Linked DNA regions of Mus musculus: all the other regions are linked to region 2. Evidence: chromatin contacts called from public HiChIP or PLAC-seq and promoter capture Hi-C data. All regions are on one chromosome and are shown on one strand. Each heading gives the region's core, a stretch centred on a gene start, on an enhancer-like site or on the middle of the called end of the contact. The rest is flanking DNA. Distances are from core to core; before and after follow the strand shown. Region 1 holds the start of Snhg20 (small nucleolar RNA host gene 20). Region 2 holds the start of Sphk1 (sphingosine kinase 1). Region 3 overlaps Sap30bp (SAP30 binding protein). Region 4 has its middle 17 kb from the start of Snhg20.

The links. Promoter capture Hi-C pulls out the DNA fragments that hold promoters and counts their contacts. HiChIP or PLAC-seq counts read pairs in DNA pulled down with a chosen protein or histone mark.
Region 1: an HNF4G HiChIP or PLAC-seq map of pancreatic cancer cells shows a contact between it and region 2. The contact joins the promoter of Snhg20 here to the promoter of Sphk1 in region 2. A contact is called at or near these places in 5 of 39 promoter capture datasets (cranial neural crest, embryonic stem cells, hippocampal neurons and 2 more), 1 of 115 datasets of contacts at active chromatin or transcription factors (pancreatic cancer cells) and 1 of 9 other capture datasets (liver).
Region 3: an HNF4G HiChIP or PLAC-seq map of pancreatic cancer cells shows a contact between it and region 2. The contact joins the enhancer-like site here to the promoter of Sphk1 in region 2. A contact is called at or near these places in 4 of 39 promoter capture datasets (the C10 cell line, HPC-7-derived erythroid cells, liver and 1 more), 2 of 115 datasets of contacts at active chromatin or transcription factors (embryonic stem cells and pancreatic cancer cells) and 2 of 9 other capture datasets (liver and pancreatic islet).
Region 4: a promoter capture Hi-C map of hippocampal neurons shows a contact between it and region 2, with 4 times the contacts expected there. The contact joins the enhancer-like site here to the promoter of Sphk1 in region 2. A contact is called at or near these places in 8 of 39 promoter capture datasets (the HPC-7 cell line, embryonic stem cells, hippocampal neurons and 3 more) and 1 of 484 Hi-C or Micro-C datasets (liver).

The regions. Positions count from the first base shown.
Region 1 is chr11:117,075,311-117,078,046 of GRCm38.p6, reverse strand. Snhg20 (small nucleolar RNA host gene 20) reads right to left here and starts at 1,264. Exons shown (of 2, transcript NR_027059.1): 1 at 845-1,264. It overlaps Mir6516 (microRNA 6516), which reads right to left and starts at 699; the gene lies at 590-699.
Region 2 is chr11:116,531,031-116,533,730 of GRCm38.p6, reverse strand. Sphk1 (sphingosine kinase 1) reads right to left here and starts at 1,280. Exons shown (of 6, transcript NM_025367.7): 1 at 363-1,280.
Region 3 is chr11:115,954,001-115,956,700 of GRCm38.p6, reverse strand. All of the region lies in intron 4 of Sap30bp (SAP30 binding protein), which reads right to left. Among named protein-coding and RNA genes, the nearest start is that of Gm39474, 13 kb to the right of the region's middle. Within about 2 kb of position 1,315, at least 176 of the 459 cell types and tissues checked have an H3K27ac peak or open chromatin away from gene starts, as enhancers often do. A contact at or near this core is called in embryonic stem cells and pancreatic cancer cells, where this site is marked.
Region 4 is chr11:117,058,711-117,061,410 of GRCm38.p6, reverse strand. No RefSeq gene overlaps it. Among named protein-coding and RNA genes, the nearest start is that of Snhg20, 17 kb to the left of the region's middle. Within about 2 kb of position 1,305, at least 48 of the 459 cell types and tissues checked have an H3K27ac peak or open chromatin away from gene starts, as enhancers often do. A contact at or near this core is called in hippocampal neurons, where this site is marked.

The DNA of each region.
Region 1 (2,736 bases), core at 15-2,514, 540 kb before region 2:
GGGAACGATTTCTGTTTGTTTGGGTTGTACTGGTGTCTTGTCCAGTGACGTCTGGAGTCACAACTGTATGCATCTTTGTTTAAGCTCCACGTGGGTGGGACAGACACCCAGGAGTAGAAGACTTCCTAGCATGCATATAGCCTTGAGCTTTATCCGTACATCCCATAAACCACGTGTGCTCGAGGATGCCGGTCATCCAGGCGGCTACCAGAGGCAGAGGAAGGAGGATTAGAAGTTCAAAGGCTGCCCTCAGCTACTTAATGAGTAAAGGCCAGCCTGGGCTAAGTGAGACCCTATCTCAGAGCGGGGTGGTGCAGTTGCTGGAGAGATGGCTCAGCATTGAAGCTGAACACTTGTTGCCCTCTTAAAGGACCTGGGTTCAGTTCCCAGCATCCACACCGGGGCTGACAATACTCTATAATGCCACTTCTGGGAAATCTGGTACCCTCTTGTGACCCCTTGGGGGCACCAGGCAAACATCCACACTCTAAAATAAAATAAAATAATGAATACGTCTTTTTTCTCTTTTTTATCTAAAGTGAGGGGCTTGAGTAATGGTCAAATATTTGCTTTTGGAGGACTGTGCTCAGTCCCCACAGCTTCAGCAGGGCTCCTGTTTGCAGTATCATACATGACCACCAAACTGCTGCTAGGATGTCCACACCTGTTACTGCAAATTCTAACCCCAGGGAAGAGGTTCCTCCTCCTCTGGGATTTTACTTTAGGTCAAGGTCGGGCTGTCTGGTACGGGGCTGCACCCACCTCGGGCGGGTACAGCCACACAGGAGCCTTTTCCCAGACCGTCGGCCTCAGGTCACCGTCCCACCCCCAAGGATTGACATACCTGGGCCAACCAAGCTCAAGTCACTGGAAACGCTCCTCGGGAGGAAGGAGCTTGTGCGTGCTTCCGTCTAGTCGTTGGGGGATGTGGTTCATTTCCTGGGTGGGGAAATAAAAAGACAATTTAATACAATTCTGTGTAAGCGGACGAACCCGTGCGGCGCCTGCAACACAGAAGCAGCCAGTGCCCCGCCGATGGCGGCCCGGGCCTAGGGCCTTCCTACAACTCCAGCCCATCCCGCGATCGCGTGCCGGCCCGGGGTCAGCCTCCTCCCATGGGAGTCCCGGGAGAGGTTTCTGAATCCCACGATCGCCTTCGGGAGGCTCCACGGCGCCCCCGAGCCACGCTGCGCAGGATGCATCCCCTCTGCACGGAGCACGCGAGTTCTCCTCCCCGGCGGAACCAGCTCTGCAAATGCACTTCCGGCCGGAACTGAAGATTTACCATCGAGACGGCCGCTAGAAGGTCGCTCTGGCCTTCGGGTCATCCAGGTCGGCCTTAAAGGGGCCGCGTTCTAGACGCGGTTAGAGCGGCCAGAGTTCCACGCGGCGGTGGGACCTCGTCTACAGGGGCGCAAGCGGGAGGGACTCCCTACTCTTGGGCGGCAGGAGCTAGCCTAGCCACTGACCCTTTATCAATCACGCAGCCCTGTGCAGACCAAAAAGTTGACTTTCCCGAGCCCAGTCAGCCCTGTTGTGGCAAAGGCAGTTGAAACCCAGCTGGTTCTGTTGCAAACCTGTGTGTGACCTTCCATCACAGTATAAACCCATAGGTGGTATCAACTGATACCCGTTGACGTCAGCACCCTCTTGATCCAAAGGCTTCCCAAAATCGCACCTCTGACCTGACCGCCGCAGGACTGTATCTAGAATCATGCCTTCAGCAGAGACCTCCCGAGGAACATGACACCGTGGTCCAGCAAAGGGTTAGTTAGATCTGTGATGTGGCATCTCTGGGCTAAGACCTCCAACCTCCAAAGTGGCATCCAAGTCCTGCATGCAGGTCCAGGTTTCAATCATCCCAAGGTATCCCAGGGGCCAATGGGAAATCCCACGAAAAAAAATTGATCAATAATGCCAGGGCCAAGTCGGTGCTATGTAGTAATTTCCTCCGAAACATCTCACCCGGAGGGAAGCTTGAGAAAGTGCGATCCGGATAGTCCTTAAGACTCTAAGACTCGGAAAATAAGTGACAAGTCTCAAAAAATTCCTAAAGCTTACCAGATTCACAAGGCCCCGCCCTCCTTAATGAGGAGAGACCCTCCGAACTTGTGGAATTAGCCCCAAATCATGCAGAGAGCTCCAGTTTCCAGCTCTCCTGAGCTGTCACTCATGCTGGGCTAGGCTCTTAGTAATGTGAGTGTCTTTGGGCTATCCGTGCTCCTGTGAGTAACCCCAGAAAACTGGCCACTTCATGGGGGCGGGAGGGGCATTTGGTGTCATTGTTACTTTGGTCTGTCATTTAGTAAACAAGGTGGTCTCATCTCCCTAGGGAAAGTGTCACACAGCCATTACCCCTACAGCTGTGGCTCCTTCTAACTGGAATCAAGATCATCTTCAGGTCAGCTAGAGGCGCGGGGAAAGGCAAGGAGAGGGTGCACTCTGTATTTTCAGTAAATGAAGAAAATGACACACGAACCTCATTGAGATGAATGAAGGGTTTTTGCATGTTTCACTGTAATGTGAATCCAACCACTGAATACAGACTCCCCCTTTGAAGGCTATTTTATTTATTTATTGAGATGAGTCTTGTGGATGTAAAAACACAACTGTGGGAAGCCACATGTGCCGTTGCAGAGTGACACTGACTACTGCTGGCCACCACCCATAAGTTTGGACAAACAACCAATGTGTACATATGCAGTAAAGTTTTTTGCAAAGACACTGCCTGGCCTG
Region 2 (2,700 bases), core at 31-2,530:
CCTTCGGGCTTGGTGGAGAATCCAACTGCATACAATTCCCAGAACTGGCATTGAGAGGCGCGTACTCTGGGACGAAGAACCCCATCGCAACCTGCGCAGTCGCCCGGTCCCCTGCCTGAACTACGAAGCCGCTGAAGCTCCGAGTCTCCAAGAGGGTGGGGGTGGGGGTGCGTGCCGCACTCGTGAGAACAGCGCCCAAGTCCCGCAAAAGCCTGCCTGTGCTGGGCGGACCCACAACTATGGTCTGCCCTGCCGGAGCGCGAGTGTGCACTGAGGCGCAGGCGTGGGGCCGTCTCCTTCACGGACCCACGAAGGCACCGCCAACTACGGGAGGGCGCGCGCGGGGGAAAGGGGATCCCTACCCAATCTGTCCCACGGGCGGCCAGTGGCGGAAAGCAGCTCCTCTCCGACTCAGACCCGCGACAGAGGGACAACTGAAGCACTGGGCTGACACCGACTCCAAGGGATCGCCCCCCTCCGGTCTCAAACTTTTTGCTCAATTTCACGGCGGCCCGGGGAGGGCGCTGAGCCTCTGGGCCGGCCTGGCCACGCCCCGCGTTCCTTGTGCTCTCGGGGTGGAACCAGAGTTGCGCGCAGCTCTGGTCCCCCACCCGCCCGGGATCTCACTGCACCTCCCCGAACACAGTCGCCGCCAGCCTGGGCTCGGCCACGCGCAGATGAGGGGCAGGATCCCCGGATACGATTGTGCGCCCGGTGCTGGAGGAACAGCTTAGGAAGTCCGCAAGAGGTGGGGTTCTGAGCCCGGCCTGAAGCAGCGCATCCGCGGAGCGCGAAAGCGAGGGCGCAGCCCACATGCCGGCGCCCAGCATCCGAGCGGGCTTCGGGTACGCGTGGGTCTGCGCTTACTGAACCTCGAAACTGCTGTTCACAGTAGGGATGCAGCGCCTCTTTGGCGTCGCTTAGACCTAGCCTGAATTCCACATCCAGACCCTAGTGCTGTCCTGACTCTGGGCCAGGGTCGGGTCACCCGCCACCCGCGAACTTCTCTTCCTCCCCTGCTCCTCCGCGGTGCCTTTACTTTTAGCTTCCAGATGCAGCCGCTGGCTCACTCAGACGCCGAACCCGAAGCAGTCTGGCACGCCTTTCAGGAGAAAGCTGAACCGGTTTGGGGACGAAGTCGAGATGAGAGTACCTCGTCAGCAACCTCCAAAGGTGGAGTCTTTCCCCCCAGGGAACACTATCAAGGCCTGAGATGCTGCCTGCCGCGGATGATCGGGATCCACGATCCTCACCGACTGGAGGAACCCAGCAGTGTGGACAGGGCAATGGGGGCTCTCATCAGGATTGGAGAGGCTAGCATGGGGGCGTGGTCCCAACCTCCCCACCCCTTCGGGCGATCTCGGGGTGAAAATGCACACGTGCCCCGGTGTATGCGCTTCGGTGGAGATAAACAAGACGCATAGTTGTGTAAGTGATATATTTCATGGCAAGTGACCTGAGGGTGTCCGTGACTAACCGGAGTTAAATTTTTGGAAGATTATTAGCGGAGACTTGGAAAAAGAAGCTCCCAAATCCTACCAAGCACCAAAAACAGACACCAAACTCCCAAGGAAGCTGCATTGGTTTAGCTCCGGTTACAGAGAACTGGCGCGCCCACACCGGCCCCCGCGCGACCCCACCCACCTCTATCTTCGCATCGCTTCTTAAAGTCCAGAAGAGGCGAGTCCAAGAGGAAAACGAACCCAGATAAGAAAGGATTGCAGTGAACTAGGTCACGCCTTGAAGGTGGCTTCTCTCCCAGAGGACCCTGGAGTTCCCCGACCGAGTTTCTCAGTATTTTAGGAGTCCCCAGGAGGGCCAGGGGCACAGGCTGGACCTGCGGTTCCGCACGCGTCACTGCAATATATGCCTTGGCTCTGTACAGCCGCGGGACAGCCTGACCGGATCATGAACGCCCCGAGTGCCTTCCGAGAAGGTGACTCAGCGACACGCTCACGGGTGGAGAAACTCCCGGAAACAACCAACCAACCAAAAAAAAAAAAAAATGAGGATTTGGAGGGAGCAAGGGCGTCATCACCCACCCCCGGTTCCGCGACTCGTGGCTACCAAGATCTGGTCCTGCACCTACCCCCATCCCCGGCTTCCCACCTTACACCCCTGGAATCTAGCGCGGACAAGGAAGGATTGCAGCTCTGCAGCCGCAGTGCCGTGGTCACGCGCTGCGGGGACACGAGTCGCGGTGGGAGGAGGGGGCTCTGCGGGGAAGCCAGGCTCTCTGCCACTCGCTCCCTTGTCTACCCTGCCCCCTCCCCTTACCAGAGACCTAGGGTCCAGATCTGGCGTTGGTATCTAGCAGACTCAGGGAGGAAACTATTCTCCCCGAGATTTTGAGCTTGGAGGGGGGCTGGCTGCCCAGACTGTAGGAAACACCCTCCTCTGCTCTCTCACGGTTTGGGAAGGAGTGTTTATCAAGCCCGACAAGCAAGTCATTAACAACTAAAGAGGAGAAACTGAGGCACGGGGAAGGAAAGATCGGGCTGTGTGTAAATTTACGCTCAAAATGCCGACCTGGATCAGGGTCTCGCTTTTCTTTGAGGCCTGGGGCTGGAACTTCTCATACTCTGAGGGCAAGCGTGGAGCAAGGTTGACTGGAAACTCAGTCCGTGGGAGAGAGCAGAAGCAGCCTGCAGGACATTTTATACTTGGGCCTCAGGGCCGGTTCCCCTTCTGCTCAGAAGA
Region 3 (2,700 bases), core at 66-2,565, 580 kb after region 2:
GCACACAGACAATGGGCTGATTGTTGTAAGATTCTGTCATGCTCTTTGAAACATTCCTCATGAAAAGAACCATACAATGTGCAAACAGTGGCAGACAGCACAGGGTGGGGCAGGAGGAAGGCAAGCACCAAAAAGCCACCACCAATAGCATCTAGCCCAGCAGGGGGACCTACTGTGTGCCAGGCCCTTCTCTAAGCCTGTCCTAGGAACAGCTCTAGAGAGCTGAAGAGGGTCTGTGGGAAGGCTTAGGGTAGCATGGCAGGGGGCTGGGGGGAGGCGCAGGGTGGCATGGCGGGGGGGGGGGGCTGGGGGAGGCGCAGGGTGGCGGGGGTGGGGCTAGGGGAGGTGCAGGGTGGCATGGTGGGGGTCTGGGGGAAGGCGGAGGGTGGCATGGTCTTCCTGGTCTCTAGTCCAAGGCTGTTTTTTTTTTTTTCTTTTTAAGATTTTACTTTTTAAAAATTATAGGCATGTCTGTGTGTGGTACCCTAGGAGTCCAGAGAGGCATCAGATCCCTTGGAGGTGACATTTATCAGAGGTTGTAACCCCCAGACATGGGTCCTGTCTATGAGCAGAATGTGTTACCTGCTGAGCCTCCCCTACGGTCATGATTCTAAAATAATTCCAGGTCTTAAGAGATTAAAACAAAACAAAAGGGAAAAACAAACAAACAAAAAAGAAAAACTAGGTGTGTGTAGGGGGAAACCCCTCATTTAGGGCCCCAGGCTGGCCTAGAAGGGACTCTCCTGCTTCAGCCTTTCGATTGGCTGGGATTGCAAGTGTGCACTGTGCACCCAGCATGGGTTAATGTTTTCTTCTTAGCAGATAAGGTGCTTTGATCTCTGCATAGTTACCATCCCTGTGCTGAGTAAGACAAGGCCTTCAAGACCCTGGAGACTCTAATGACTTCCAGGACAGTTACTGTGGATCGGGCCTGTGCACACTATGAACACACTGAGGCCAGGGGTCAGGCCTGAGGCAGTCTTAAAGCATAAGTACAGCCTGGGCTTCGTAGATGTCAGTGGTTTTAACTAGACACACCCAGAGCACAGGCTGGGCGACAGATCAAAGGTCATGCTGTGGCCTGAGATGCAACTGCAGTCGAGAACAGTCCCCACAAGGGGGATAGGATACACACTTGCCGCTGCACCATGCCTTTCTGCCACCTCCCAACTGGCCCTCAGGCAGGGCACTACCCAGCTCTGGCAGGCAGTCAAGCCAAATCTTGGTTTCTTCCTTTTTCTTAGCCCTGGGGTAAGACGTTGGTCTAGGTCTGAGCTCAGTCTGCAGAGGCCAGCCCAGAGTGGAAGCGGGTGGAAAGAGCTGGCTAGGGCATTTTGTGAACATTCATAACAAAACCAAGGCTTGGCAGGCGCTGGGCCACAGAGGGTATATGTGCACGTGACACAGACAAAGAATGCCCTTTGCCATTTGCCAGGAAAGCTTTTTAGAAAAACAGGGTGTGCCACGGTTACTGTAGCAACCCCCCACCCTCTGGGACATAAGTGACAGAGAGTATGGAGGAGGAGGGAGCCTCATAAATTGGGGTAGAAACAAGAGTATTCCTGGGAAATAAGTGACAAGAAGGTGACATATGCTGGACAACAAAATAAAAGTATACTTCAGAGACTTGAGGACAGACTTGAGTGCCTCCTCCCTGAGTCCTAGAATGTGCCCAGTACAGAGAACAGCTGCTCTGCAGAGCGGCCAGAGCCCCTAACCATCTCAGGAAGTGTCAGCAGTGTGCCCGCAGACACTTGCCACAGTGCCTATGCCTTGGCTATGCTAGGGGTAGCTCCATTTACTATCCACAAAGCCTGTTGTCAGCATGAGTCACATCCTGCTAACGCCTCTGTCAGAAAACATCTGCAGTATCCATGGCCACCAGGTGGGAACCTAAGCAGAGTAGCTAGTTCCAGGGACTCAGACTACGGCAGGGGAACAGGGACAGAAAGCCCAGTGGGGCCGAGGACACTTGCAGAATACTTAACTGGCTGTAAGAAGGGGCTCCTGAGTGATTTGAAGACCCCTGGACTACACCCAATACTGTTCCAGGCCCGTGGGGCAGGCAGCTGTCAGGAGCTAGAGCACTGGAGAAGCCCGTGAGTTGGCTAGTCCTTTGAAAGCCATCCTGTTGAAGAGTTGACTTACCACCCACTCCTCAAAGAGAAGAGTACTCACCCTACGCAGGTGACAGTGCACTGTGCCCGCCACGAGAGGGCAAATAACAGACTATGTCGGCTACATCGAGAGGTCCTTTCGTCAAAACAGACAAATGTAAAGGAACACCTATTCTCAGCAGTGTGCGTGCAACCTCTAAGGAACCTGCTTAAGGGGAAAGCCAGGCAGGAAAGCAATGATCCACCAGGCGCTCAGCCTGGGGCAACTCTGCTCTCAAAGGGACACTTATCGGCAGGCTGCAACTCTGTCAAGCATCCTATCACGCAAGGAAGGCCTTCATAACACAATGACCCAGCCCAAGTGGTTGTCAATAAGCCTCATTTATATGAAACTGTTAAAATAGGGCTGAACTTCCATCAAGATCACATCTTGCCAGGCATGGAGGCGCACGCCTTTAATCCCAGCACTCGGGAGGCAGAGGCAGACGGATTTCTGAGTTCGAGGCCAGCCTGGTCTACAAAGTGAGTTCCAGGACAGCCAGGGCTACACAGAGAAACCCTGTCTCGAAAAACCAAAAATAAG
Region 4 (2,700 bases), core at 56-2,555, 530 kb before region 2:
CCCTTCTGATAATTAGCACCAGTGACACCTGAATAAAAACAGGATGATAAACCGGGCGTGGTGGCGCACGCCTTTAATCCCAGCACTCGGGAGGCAGAGGCAGGCGGATTTCTGAGTTTGAGGCCAGCCTGGTCTACAAAGTGAGTTCCAGGATAGCCTGGGCTATACAGAGAAACCCTGTCTCAAAAAAAAAAAAAAAAAAAAAAAAAAAAAAAAAAAAACCAAAAAAAACAAAAGAAAACAGAATGATAGCAAGACACAGTCACTGTTCCCCCCAAGGTATATGCTGTGTCACCCAAAAAACTTTCCTCTTCTTTGCCCAAATAGCCTGGGGGACCTCTGCTGTCCCAGTGGTTTAGACTGTCCCTGAGAACCACTGTCATATGTCTGATTGCCTGCCAGAGGTCCTCCAGTAGGGGCAGGACAGTCTAGCCTTAGGGCTATCAATCGTCACCTTGAAAGGGCTTTTTAATCACAGCTCCGGAGGCAGCCTGAAAAAGACATTGATCTTTGCCCACTAAGTCTTTGCCCGCTGAGCCTTAGCGCCAGGTGGCCTGCAGAGCCTGAGATAGAACAGGGCAGCTGCTCAGAGGTTAAATGCTCTTGCCACCCCCCCCCCCCCCCCCCCGCTGTCCACCCGGAAGTGAAGGGTGAAAGTGGGTGGCAGAGTCTCCGCACCTGCTTGCCATCAAGCTGTGATGGTCCCACACACGGCACACCGGTGTGCACTATAGTAACACCTTGGACGTTCCAGGTTGAAAGAGGATTATCAGTCCCCACACCACTGTTGGCAGGAGTTTGGGATTCCAAAGCCCTGGCAAGTGGTAGAATGTTCATCCCCCAAAGCTTCCCTCGGGACTTGGGAGAGGGAGGGAGGAAAAAAAAAAGATGTGGGGATGGAAGGGATAAAAGGTTCCTTTCTTCCTCAAATTGGAACCACACGTCAGATGAAAATAACGTGTCTTGGAGGTTTCGATAAGATAGAAGAGAAAATTGCCAGAGATGTGTTCAGGGCCGCGGCTGGCTTCTTATCTTCTCCTGCCCCTGTCAATCCAAGACAGTGTTTTCTGCTGATGAGAAAGCCCGGAAGACGGAACAAAGGCTGTCTTGGAAACACGGTCCCGCAGAACATTAGCCCGTTTTTTTAAAAAGCATTTTAATTTCATGGCTTTCACTCGAATGGTTGTTTTCTGATTCCAGAGGCAGCTGGATGGGGGGAGAAACAAAGTGTGGCTGCTAATTAGTGCTGTGTCTTGCTGGCTTTGTTCAATTGGTGCCTTTTGTTTGAGCCTAAATGCGTTTTCCAAGCCACTTGGCTGCTAGGGTGCATCGTTCTCCCAGTTCGGTGGTTCCAGAGAGCCTTGTGCAGTGACAGAGGGAGGCAGCTCCAACAGCACCTTCTGGCTTTAGGGAAAAGATGTCACTAACGGTATAAGCTAATGTGTCCGCTCCTACTCAACATGCATAGGTTGGAGTCCTGACTGCTAGGACCCTGAACTGTGTGTGACCTCATTTAGAAACAGGGGCTATAAAATAATTTTTTTTTTTTTTTTTTTTTTTTGGTTTCGAAGCAGGGTTTCTCTGTGTAGCCATGGCTGTCCTGGAATTCACTTTGTAGACCAGGCTGGCCTCGAACTCAGGAATCCGGCTGCCTCTGCCTCCCGAGTGCTGGGATTAAAGGCGTGCACCACCACGCCCGGCATAAAATAAGATTTATTTTATTTTTTTATTATGTGTGTACTCGTCGTGGGTGTGTGGACTGGGTATCCCTAGAGCTGTAGTATAGGGCTCATGAGCTGGAACTGACCTCAGATCTCCTGCATGCTCTTAATCACCTCTTCAGCCCTGGGGGCGGAGTCTCTACAGAGGTGATCAACTGAAGATGTCTTAGGGTCTCATCCCATGACTGGTGTTCTTAGCAGGAAGGCCGTAGGTCTGGGGAGGGTGGCTCAGTCAGGAAAATGCTGGCCTGAGTTCAGTCCCCAGAACCTGTGTAAAAAAGATGGCAGCTGTGTAAAAAAGATAGCGGCCCTGCACACTTCTAATCCTGACGGGAGGGGGACGTGGACCTCCAGGCTTGCTGCCAGGCAGCCTAGCCCAACTTGGAGAGTCCAGACTAGTGAGAGAGGCACACAGATGACTACACATGCGCACGAAAGAGAGGAAGTGCAGACGCAGGCACACAGGGAAAACGATCTGAAGAGACACAAGGAGAAGACAGCTACCTGCAAGCCAAGGAAAGTGGACTCAAAAAGAACTAGGCCCTGCCCAGACCCCAGCTTTGGACTTCTGGCCTCCAGAATCCTGAGAAAAATCAGTATCCATTGTTTAATCTCAATTGTGAGACTTAGCTATGATAGCCATAGGACACTGAAACAGCCACTAAAGAGCTGGTGGGCTGGAGGGAGGAGGAGGCTGCCTCAGTTTCCCCTGCTTAGCTCAGCAAGGATGAGGTGGTAGAGATAGTTACAATCCTCTACGGAGCCCTCAGCTCTCCTGTGAGAATTCTTTCCTTGGGGAACTGTAAACAATGTCTACCCCTCTTCTAAGGTCCCCACAACAAACTGAAGCATGAGTCCACCAGAGATCCCCATGGGGGAGCCATGAGTCCAGCAGAGATGTCAGGTGTCTGGGGACTGGCCCTGGGATGTGTCCTGCATGTATCAGGGACGTCACTGTCTTTCTGGGGTGGGTAATTAA